Regions from separate parts of the Gadus morhua genome. Here region 1 is linked to region 2. Evidence: chromatin contacts called from public Hi-C data. All regions are on one chromosome and are shown on one strand. Each heading gives the region's core, a stretch centred on a gene start, on an enhancer-like site or on the middle of the called end of the contact. The rest is flanking DNA. Distances are from core to core; before and after follow the strand shown.

Evidence for each region. Hi-C and Micro-C count contacts between places; a contact is called where the count stands out from the background.
Region 1: a contact with region 2 is called in a Hi-C map of gonad, with 8 times the contacts expected there. The contact joins the promoter of LOC115529216 here to the promoter of ccnb3 in region 2. A contact is called at or near these places in 2 of 6 Hi-C or Micro-C datasets (gill and gonad).

What each region holds. Positions count from the first base shown.
Region 1 is chr17:12,541,686-12,544,385 of gadMor3.0, reverse strand. LOC115529216 (wiskott-Aldrich syndrome protein family member 3) reads right to left here and starts at 1,329. Exons shown (of 12, transcript XM_075074166.1): 1 at 1,007-1,329. htr2cl1 (5-hydroxytryptamine (serotonin) receptor 2C, G protein-coupled-like 1) reads right to left here. Exons shown (of 6, transcript XM_030337767.1): 6 at 2,310-2,700.
Region 2 is chr17:12,360,667-12,363,366 of gadMor3.0, reverse strand. It overlaps ccnb3 (cyclin B3), which reads right to left and starts at 1,303. Exons shown (of 13, transcript XM_030338650.1): 1 at 1,151-1,303; 2 at 746-890; 3 at 133-216. The coding sequence starts at 829.

The DNA of each region.
Region 1 (2,700 bases), core at 80-2,579, 180 kb before region 2:
ATTCCAAATGACCCTAGAGGGTGTTTCAAAAGGGAAGATCACCTGACTGCAGCAACAATTAGCTGATTTGCTTCAAGCAAAAGAGACAGTCACAGAACACAGCATCACACTTTACCCCTCCACACAACACACTGTACTTCACCACAGAAAATACTATACTTCACCACAGAACACACTGTACTTCCCCACCAAACACCACCAAAGAACAGACTATACTTCACCACAATATACTTCACTACCAAACACCAGACTATACTTCACCAACAAACGCCACACCTCATCACAGAACCCACTTTACTCCACCACACCTCACCACAGAACACAGCAGTCTCCCCACGAGCCACGTCAAACCGCAGCTACACCCCCTTACCACCTCCCCCCTCACTGAATCCAAACACATTTACAAACGCATGCTGTGCTTCACGCGGTGACGCTCCTCCACCTTGGCACACTCTAGGACAGACCCGACAATCACACAGCTTCTAAAAGGAGTGAGTGACCCTGGTGTAAATCTGAACAGCAGCTAATCCTTTGAGCTATTTGGTCAGGCTGCCCGGTGCCGTTATCCCCCCCCTGCTACACCCTACTAGTAGAAGAAGACACATCGAGGAATCGCACCACGGCTCATCATGTGATGGCGACCGGGGGCCGGTCGGTGCACCATGGTCACGTTCCACAAGCACCTGGACCAACACCGCGGCTTCCGTACCTCTAAGGATACGGACCCAAAGCGGACTCTACCTTAGCGCCGATAATCGGATCTAGTGCGAAGGATCGTATGCGTGTAGACGCACAATAAACGGCCCCAGGTGTGTGCAGGCTACGTTACCGGGGTATTAACACAACACGCATCGCTATAGGCCCCATAGACACCAATGTAACAATAACACATTAACACTCACATACATAGGCACGCACGTTCGCGTGCAGTGCCCATACGGTGGAGAATGCGTTTACACACACATTCGGTGAAGAAGCAGATTATAAAAAAATAGCAAAGAATTACCTGCAAGTCCCTCGCGTTGGAAAAACCTCAGATCCTCGTCGTCTTCCTTTTAATAAAATAAAATCACGTCGTTATCAAACCCGCGGTGTGCCATTCATATTAAACCTTCCATGTACGGTGAGAGAGAGAGATGGCACACACACACACACACACACACACACGCGCACACACACACACACACACACACACGGCTTGACCGGAGAAACGGAGGAGCTGGTGAAGAGGAGGAGGAGGAGGAGGAGGGGAGAGATCTCTGGGGTGTCTGCTCTCATACGTCGTCGTTTCCAAGGCAGCGAAAACTCAACCATTGGGATGCAGAGGGCTCGCTGCAAGAACCGAATGGCGCATGCGCACCCGAGAGATACCGATGATACCCGAGACCACCGCCCACCACAGACGTCACGGATTAGGGGTAGGGAGGGGTGTGCGCACGTGCACGTGCAAGACTTCGACGACTATTATGTTCTCCATCCATTTATTAATGATGGCACATCAGCGTCATACTACTATACTAGGCCTGCATTTTTGATTACATATGCATATGAATGGTAGGCAAAGGGAAATCACATTACTCAGACACCTGATAATTAACGTGAGGCCGCTGCGTAAGCACTGCGAGATGGATGCTGCATAGCAAACAAACCCGCCGCTTACCACTTTCCTGATGGGTATCCGGCGCTGGCTGCTCTGTCCAATGGCGCAGTGCCTGGGTTCCGCCACTAGGAGATGATGTTGCGCTATGGTTTGGGCCCGGGGGGGCGACAGACGTCTTGTCGGTTCTCCTTCTCTTCTGTCGCTCTCCGAGGTGCTGAAATCTACACACGACGACAAATGGATTTTTCCTTTTCTTCGTTTCAAGTGATAATCAAGATACGATGATCTTAATGAAATAGAACAAACCTTGTTCAACTAAAAATCGTTCAAATATCATGAGACATTCTGTATGTGTACTATTTATACGAATATACGATTAACTAACTAGGCGTTCAGTTAAGGTAAGAAAATATCAACAAAGATCTAAAATATTCCAAGTTCTGTTAACTTTGTTGGACTATTTAATGCCCGAAAGATATTTTCTGAAGTACAAATATTACTAAATATATATATTTTTTCTGGACTTTGTGGCTTTCTCTTTAAAATATATGTAGGGCGTTATCAAATAATTGTTTTAGGTTGTCCTTTTCCCTAGGCTGAGGTAATTGAGATTATGTGTAGAAGGGACAATTTTTGGTGCTTACAAAATACACTATCTAGTACAATTACTCATAGGCCACCAATATCGAAATGAATAAAATACCTTGCACACCGTATAATTATATTTTAATAAATAAAAAGAGCAGCACCACACAGAAAATGTAACAAAAATTAAAGAATAGAACCCACATGTTTGGGTGACGACGTAATCATTGTGTAAACTTAAAAAGAAGTGTCCAAGACAACAGAAAAAAAATCACAATTTAAACTTGAGAATTAAAAAAATCCTAACAAAAAAGAAAGCTTGCATAAAGTAATAAGGAATACACATAGAGAAGCTGTAGCTCCTCCCAGCGCTGGGGGTCCTACCAGAGACCAGCCGTTATGAAAACCACCACTGGGAAATAAATCCAGTACGCAAAGAAACATTCTACGAGGATGGGAACCATCAAAAAGTTCTAGAATATACAGATTCCAGAATTGAAAGGTCCTCATTCATG
Region 2 (2,700 bases), core at 54-2,553:
TATCGATTAACTTTATGTGCCGTCGCCATCTGCTTAAATCGACCACAGAAAAATATTCTCCTTTTAAACTCAGTCCTTGTGTTTCATGTAGAGCAGTGGATAAATAGATCAAAGTCGGCGGTGTGGACATACGTTAGTGATGTCAACAAAGGCGGTCCTTTTCTTGGGGGCCCCGTGTGGGGGGGACGATGACCTCTTCACCTGAGGGCCATCCTCCTGAACCGGAAGGTACAAGGGTTTGCATTAACACCAAAGTTCAAAGTCGAAAGTCAAGGTGTTTTAGTTATAATATGCACAGCAAAGCATAGGGTCATACTGAACAGGGACCTTTCTTGTGACAACGGCAAGCAAAAAATATGGAGATATCTTATGATTAAAAAAAAAGAGACACAAATAAGGGCAATGATAGCTCAAATTTGGCAGGACAAGCAAAACATAATACCTACATATACAGATGTAAAAAATGCAGGTGAAAAATTAAATGAAGATGATAATAAGTTGTTAGGTGGTAAGTGGTTGTATCTGTAGAGTTTTCAAACATTTACTACATATACATATAAAAACACTGAGCAATTTAGATTTTAGGAAGCATTTTCACTAGGAGGGGAGATTTAAATCGGTCCAAGGCGCCCTGCAAAGCACCATTGTTCTGCAGGCCGGTGGCCCGCCAGGCTATTTAAATGTAGCAGGCTCCTACCGAGGCTATAGGCTCCTAGGTTTAAAGTTGGTTGAATGAGACGCTTACCTTCTTCTCCGGGTTAACGTTGCCCAACCTTGGTATTTTGCTGGCGAGGCCAGTCGTGGGTTTCTTTCCCCGTGTGAAAGGCATTGCTTCTTAATATTCCTTGGCGGTTTCTTGCAGTCGTTTTAAAAATGAAACACAGGGGTCACTAGAAGAAAGAAGCATAAAATTGGCGGGTCAGTTGAAAAAAAATGCAATGTATCGATATCCCACTTTGAAGTTGCCACCAATTAGCATTACCATCTGACCAATACAAAGTTTATCAAAGTATATTTGCAGCGTTAGAAGACACTGAACACTGCATGCTTCCGTTACATGTGCAAGTCTGTCCGCAATGAGGCGTAGCCATATCACTTCCGATTTCAATGAAAGTAAGTCAGAAAAAGTTCTCTGGAAGCTTTTCCTTACCGTGAGGATAATTCTCGGTGAAAACAGACTTCATGTAAGCTGTAATACTCAATGATCTCAGGCAAGCTTCACTGCGTTGAACAGTTGTTTGTTTCAAAGGTCCAAAACTCAAAGTGGGATTGCTGGGATTCCAAATGTTGTGCCCTGCATACCCATTGGCTGGAATTCCACTGCCGCCAACCAATCAGAAAGCTGCGTGGAATGCCGTTGTTAGGGGGTGCTTGTTTTATTGGTAGAGTCAACCGTCAGGCGGTCTAAAAACATATACCATGGTATATTAGCGCTTCAAAAACATTTAATATGTAAAAGTAAGGTCAAACATAGATTTTTTTTACATTATATTCTATTTTAGGATTATCATGGGTCATGGACCATGTATATTGCAGATCACCGCCCGGCTTAACCGACTGCTCAACAAGAAATCCTCTTTATAAAGTAGGCGGGGCACTGGTATTTTCAAACTTCTTAGCAACCAATAAGAGTTCAGTATTTGGTACTTTGTTGACGTTTTTCGTCTAGACTGAGCATGTTAGCTTCACAAGAACATATCTCATAATTTGTCGGTTTTGAGCGCTAGATTTTCTAGTTTTGAGTGCTAGATGTTTCAAGATAATAAACGCATGTCGGTTTTACCATGAATATTGAAAACTTAGAAAGGATGAAACTCATGTATGTTGCTTAATGTTCAAATAATAAAGTACATCTCTAATTAGAACTATCTTGATCAAAATACTGTGAAATCAAAAAAGATGATTCATTATTGTTAATGAATACAAACAAATTATCATACTTACTTCAAAAGTAGGCAAATATTCCAAAATATTGGATCCAAGATAGAACCACATTTGGATCAAAAATATGCTTTATTTTGATAAATTGTCAGTTGATAAACTTACCGATATCACGGGCCGTCGCCAGTAATACAATGTGTACTTATTATGTGTACTTTTTTTTTTTTTTTTACAATGTCTTGTTTTTTAAACGATTTATGATGAACATGTGCTCTGTAAGGTGACCTTGGGTCTCTTGAAAGGCGCCTCTAAATTAAATGTATTATTATTATTATTATTATTATAGACTATCTGCATATTGTATAACCTTGCATGTTTTATTTGGTCTTCTGTTTTCTGTTTCTACCATTCTCATCCAAGGACAAATTTGTTTCATGATGGAGAGAAATATGCTCACAGTGTTGGAAGCTCACCAGTTTATACATATATATATATATATATATATATATATATATATATATATATATATATATATATATATATATATATATATATATATATATATATATATATATAGAGAGAGAGAGAGAGAGATATATAGAGAGAGAGAGAGATATATAGAGAGATATATAGAGATATATATATATAGAGATATATATATATAGAGAGAGAGAGAGAGAGAGAGAGAGAGAGAGAGAGAGAGAGAGAGAGAGAGAGAGAGAGAGAGAGAGAGAGAGAGAGAGAGAGAGAGAGAGAGAGAGAGAGAGAGAGAGAGAGAGAGAGAGAGAGAGAACTAACCACACATATACATAGTACCTC